Linked DNA regions of Mus musculus: region 1 is linked to region 2. Evidence: chromatin contacts called from public HiChIP or PLAC-seq data. All regions are on one chromosome and are shown on one strand. Each heading gives the region's core, a stretch centred on a gene start, on an enhancer-like site or on the middle of the called end of the contact. The rest is flanking DNA. Distances are from core to core; before and after follow the strand shown.

The links. HiChIP or PLAC-seq counts read pairs in DNA pulled down with a chosen protein or histone mark.
Region 1: an H3K4me3 HiChIP or PLAC-seq map of embryonic stem cells shows a contact between it and region 2, with 3 times the contacts expected there. The contact joins the promoter of 5830416I19Rik here to the promoter of 0610040J01Rik in region 2. A contact is called at or near these places in 4 of 39 promoter capture datasets (the C10 cell line, embryonic stem cells, liver and 1 more), 3 of 484 Hi-C or Micro-C datasets (embryonic stem cells, reprogramming fibroblasts and uterus), 2 of 115 datasets of contacts at active chromatin or transcription factors (embryonic stem cells and stem cell-derived neural progenitor cells) and 1 of 9 other capture datasets (adipose tissue).

What each region holds. Positions count from the first base shown.
Region 1 is chr5:64,043,511-64,046,589 of GRCm38.p6, reverse strand. It overlaps 5830416I19Rik (RIKEN cDNA 5830416I19 gene), which reads right to left and starts at 1,617. Exons shown (of 3, transcript NR_045384.1): 1 at 1,592-1,617; 2 at 1,403-1,441.
Region 2 is chr5:63,810,993-63,813,842 of GRCm38.p6, reverse strand. 0610040J01Rik (RIKEN cDNA 0610040J01 gene) reads right to left here and starts at 1,348. Exons shown (of 4, transcript NM_029554.4): 1 at 1,248-1,348.

The DNA of each region.
Region 1 (3,079 bases), core at 368-2,867, 230 kb before region 2:
CAGCTCTCAAGCCCAAATCTTATTCCCTTCATGGCATGGCGATTCTCCTTTCTCTCTCTCTTGCCTGAGAATCCTAAAAGTCCCACCTCTGTCTCCCTGCCCAGCCATTGGTCGATGGCAACTTTATTTCCTAACCAAAGCCAACTGGGGGCAGGGACCCTCCGCGTCCTACATGCAGACGTGCGAATTCCCATGTAATTTTGGGAACCCAATTAACGTAATACAAGCAATACACCAAATCTACAACCCTGCATCTCCAGTTTTCTCCGCCTCCCTTCTTCAGGAGGCAAAGAGACCCTTCATATACCCAACACTGGGTCTGTCATTCTAGAAATATCTTTTCTCGCACTGTATCCTCACTACCTCTCTCGTGATAACAGGTTCAGCTAGGAACTAAGGATAAGAGCATCCTTACGAGATAAATGTATTCCATCTGGTTCCAAGGCACAACGAAACCCAGAGAATTCACAGAACTGACCAACATCACGTAGTTGGAAAGGACAGAACTGTGTCTAGACTTCTGTGTCTGTGACTGCTTATGACATAGAACCACAGAGTACATTTTTACTGCCAGTGGATTAACATTCAAATTTCTTGCTACTTATTTTCAAAAGTAGAGCAGTCATAACGTTTGTTTGTTTTTCTTGGAAAATAACCACAGGAAAACCCAACAGTGACAGAGCTTTTTAACTTTGAGTGTGGCCCTTGCTTTTTGTTTCGTATGCCTGAAAGAGTCCCCTGGAGAGCCACCCAAGCCCTGCTGCATGTGACATGGCTCAGAGCCAGGCAGCAATCCTGCTCTTCCCACCCGGAGCCCTTGGCCGGTGGCCAGCCTGCAGCTCCGTACTCATACCCACTGTATTGTCTGCCGGGCTGGTCATGTGAAGGGATGACTGATTTAAGGACATGAACGCCATGATTCATAGGAGGGGGGGAGAGGGAGAGAGAGAGAGAGAGAGAGAGAGAACATTAGCTCACACACCAGTAGCCACTCTCAGCACTGACCCGTGTTAAGAAGAAGTGGTGCCGGTCAGACAATAGGAGAAGACCTACATCCTCTCTTTGAACTGACTGTGGCTCTGAGATTACAGGGCTTGGCCAGGAGAAGGATTTTGAGGCAATAAAGCAAAGAGCCTCTGGATAAGTCATATGCCAGGGCACAAAACATAAGTGGCTCTTTGACCTCAGTCAGCCTCCGATAGTCTCTTACAGTGGCTAAGAACTTTAGGTAGGTTTGAGTCATACAGCTACCACCACACATATTGTTGTAGCCAACGACTACATCTACTTCAAAGGATTCAGTGCTTTAACACAGGTACAAATCAGCACGGGACCCAATCATGGTAACTTCTACACCAGTGTGAGTTAGCAGGATTCTTAGGAGAGATGCAGATACAGTTACCTGGAAACGGAGTCGCCATTTCTCCATCTTCTTTCAACCCTGAGGATAGAAAGCGTTCCTACATTATCCTATACTGCCTCTGCCATTCTAGAAATAACCCTGCACCCCCACTCACCTCCCTCCCCGAACAGCGAGCTCATCCAACACGAAGCTGGCGAAGCTGGCGCGCACACCGGCTCTGACACATACCTCCCGGCAGAATAATGGGTGGCACTGAGAGTGCTTGTTCAGACCAAAGCAGAGCGGGTGAAACAAGGAAGTCGCAAAGTGTTGTGGTTTAAAACGGATAGACAGATAGACGTTTACAGTTTAGGATTACCGCCAGCGAGTACAGGGCCACGGGAGGAGACTCTCAGCCTTCAGACTATTTCTCTAACAAGGTGCTTGTCCATCCATCCCCCCCACACTTCCCCAACCTTCCCCAGCCTACCCTCCCCCGCCCCAGATAAAAGTGTCATGTGCCAAGACATGATCTCTTTAGATAACATTTTATTTATTCTTTTTATTACATTTCTTTGTTTTGTGTTCGGATGTGGGAGTGGCATATGAAAACCATCATGGGGGCTGGGATAGCAGAGACCACTCTGGAAAACGGTGTAGACCAAACTGAGACAGATGGGGAATCCCACAATCCCCTCTCAACGTCCAGCTTCCAAAGAAGGCCTGACTTCTTCAAGGTACACAGAACCTTTTAAAACTACCATCCAGTAACTGAGCCTTCACACATGCAGGTCGTTCATACTTTCAACCCAAGCCTTTCAGCCACTTTCTCTCTTCATTCTAACAAAAATAAGTAAGTAAATAATAAATAAATTCAAGAAATCAGCCCCCCACCAAGTTTTTCTTGATCAAAATGCCTCAAAAAGAGGAGGCTGTCTCTAACCCAGAAGTGTAATTTGACGCCTGTCTGCAGCAGTCTTCTGTGCTGATTAGCATGGACATAAATATTCATGTGCTGATTCATGAGGAGGAGGTGGCAACGAAGAAAGCATCAATAATTGTTGATTGTTATTAGCCATAAGTGGGGCTAGCAGAATGAGCTTATTATCCCCCAAGAAATGACATTAATGTTGGTTTCACACACACACAAACACATACACACACACACAGAGACTGCAACATGCATAGGAGACAAAGCCTAGATTGCACACATATAACGAGTCTTTCTTTTGCCATCTGTTCTTGAATTTTTTATTTAAAAATCTCTGACACATGAGTATTTGTGATGGAGGAAGTTGGCAACCACTTTGCACTCATTCTCCAAGGGGCCTGGAGGCCAGAGCATCCCACCAGCAGCTGCATGGTGCAGAGGTGGGCTGCCACTGGCACTTCTGTCTCCACACAATGGGAAACATTGTCCCTCTGTTCAGGTTGGAGATGTCTTTGGAGACCTATTATCCCGGGAACAAATAGAATGATACAATATATCCGTTGTGTTTGACAAATAAGGGAATAGGTACCACTGAGAGTCTAAACTGTCCTTAGTGTATTTGTTAGGATAAAGGGCAAGCTGCTATAATGCAGACTGTTTTTAAAAGTTCAGTGGCTTCAGAGAGATACCTTTGCTCTTTTCAAACAAGCCAGGCCTTCCATGTTGGCAGGATGGCTCTAATGCACGTGCTTCCTCTGGGATCTGGTTTCCCCTCCCTCCTGGAGTTGGTGTGTTAGCGATGTATG
Region 2 (2,850 bases), core at 99-2,598:
AGGACAAGGATTTTTACCAAAGAGGCTAGCAAGGTGTTTCAGAGGCACTGGTGCTTAGATGAGGAGAGCTACCATCTCCTCTTTACAGTAGTAACTGGAAACATATATGGGAGATACTATTATTTCTTCCTAAAAATAGTATCAACTAGACAAGTATAAGGGAAATACTATTGTATCCTCCTTAAGATAGTATTAACTGGAAAATTATGTGGGAGGAAACAACTTCAACAAATACAGAACCAACTGCCTTTAAAAAATAACCACTACTCCCACTTCTTTTCCATTCACGGTTCCAAGACTTTCTTTTCTCCAGCGATATTCTTCACCATAGCTGAGTTACAGCCACCCAAGGCAATCAGCCACAGGCCACAACCAACAAACACTCTCGCAGAAACCAGCACAGAAGTGACTCCTGGAACACCCACTTCCTCTACATTCATCGCGCAAATGTCTATACCAGGATGGAAAAGTAGACATTCAGAGTCGATGGAGATGGAATTATTTTGTTTTGCATTTAAGGTTAATTATGGTTCTGGGAGTGGGTAAAAGTCCCCCTGATATCTGCCTGGTATTACTGGAAAATTCTGCATTGGTGATATATATATATATATATAATCTCACCTCATCAGGGCTGTCCAGGCTACAAAGACCCAGGCGATTGACCTGGTAGATATTTGTCTATTAAATATTTACAGCCTGCGACCATTTAGCTCTCTCTCTTTGGCGCCCACTTTCCTAGTCCCAGGCTCTTGCGGAACACCACAGCGTCGTTGTCCCTTCATGCACCCTCACCATCGCCATAGACCCAACCCCAGAACCCAAGGACATTTCAAAGAAGGGCGGGGGCGATCAAATTCCTTTCCCGTTTTAATCAATAAAACCCCCCTAGAAGCGTAAATATGGTGACCCCGGGACACAGGGAGATGGGAAGATCTCTTACAATTTGTCCAGGTTTAAGTTCCCAGGAACAGCAGAGAGCTCAGGAATTGGGAGTTTAAAAATAAACCATTTTACCCAACCAGCACCAGCGCCTTTAGTTTGGAAACCTGTTTCTTGTCGCCACTCTTAGCATGCCTAGGTTGAATTCCGTGACTTCTCCTGAAGTCATCAAATCATCCATTGCCTTGCCTCATAGTTCCTCCTCGCGTCCCCTTGAGAGAAGGGGAGCCCAGAAGCAAAGTCGGGACTCCCGCCCAGGACCAGCCCTCTTCCCGGAGGAGCCCGGCGCAGTCCCGGACCGTACTTACCTGCGGCGGGGCGGCGGCTCCAGAGTCGCGGCGCCCATGGCTTCGTGGGCCTCGGGCGTCCGCGCTGGGACACGCGAGTGGGTCAGCGACGCCCGGAGCCTGTCGCGCTGCAGCCTCAGCCCGGGCTGCGGTCATTGGGCCGCCGCGTCACGTGGACGGGGAGCGGGCGAGCCTCCCAGGCAAGGGTAACCCTTTACCTGCGCCTTGGCCCGCGTGCGCAGGCGACAGGGACAAGGGGACGTCCGGTGATCTATGTTTGAGTGAGTGGTCAGCGAGCCAGCCCGCATTAGTTGCTAGATCGAGCGCACATTGCTTGTCGCCCGCCCGATGGCTAGACAATCTGCTCAGACGCTGCAGTGACGGTCGTTCCTAGGGGCTACAAACTTGCCTGTGCCCCAAAGGCTATTAGTGGGACACGTGAAAGAACCCCGGTTTCAGACCCCTTCCCTTGGAGTGTCAGGATATGGGACACTTCACCCAACACACTTTACCTACGAAGGGTAGAGAACCGGTGCTTTAATCTTGAAATTCGGTTTAAGATTTCGGTCTTCGGTCCACCTGGCCCAGAAGCTGTGGAGAGCTGGCATTTCCAGAAGCCAGGAAAATGTGTTGAGCAATTGCGCCATCTAGCTTCCTCTCTTTCCTCTCCATGCTCAAGGCTCGCAGTGAGAGGATTAAAAGGCAATGCGGGGAGAAGCAACTGAGAGAACTTCCCAAAGACCTAATTTTCTCCAGCGAGTTTTGAGTTGGACATCCCCGCTGTCTTCACAGGCATTTGCCACGCTCTATGGGAGAACACTCAGTGGTTTTTTTGTCCTTTTTAGTGCTAAAATACCTTTGTGCTTTCAAATGTCGATTTACGAGGGAAATCATACGTTGTTGAATGTCATTTATTGATTTGAAGAAAAAAATTTCTTGTTAGAATAAATGATGCTCAGGTTCAATTTCCAGCCTTGTCAGAAATTCCATGGGATACTGGTCCATTTATATATGAATTAGGTTTTTCGGATCAAAAAGAGACTTTGGAATTTGTTTTGGGTTTTTAGAGTCAGTGGGGAGAAACTTTGAGGTTCAACTCAGTAGTAGTAAAGAGAGGAAGGTAAGAAACTTGATAATGCCTTTAGTTTTCTTTTAACTCTTGGGTATTTAAAGTTCTTTTAAAGTAATTGTTTTGTTGAGAACTACATACACAATTGCATCTGATTGTTGTTTACAATATCACCAAAGCTTTCCAATGCTGCCTGCCATGTTTAAAGATATTTTGGGGTGGGGGGAGGTATATATGGGAATTCTCAGATCAACGGTGTGTGTGTGTGTGTGTGTGTGTGTGTGTGTGTGTGTGTGTGTGTGTATGTGTGTGTGTGAAGGTATCTGGAGAGGTTCTCCAAGGTCGTGTTCACTCACCTGGGAATTCCCGAGCGGCACTAGTCCTTGGCTATTTCCTGCTCCAGCCACAAGGGTACCCCTTGCACGGGTACACAGGGAACTTATTTTCTCCCTATTTTGCTGCTGAGTCTGGAATTCTAGAATGCAAGAGCTATTTCATTTACTTCCGTGTTCTTGGTGGAATGTGTGACTGGGTAAATGCTTGCTGACTGAATTC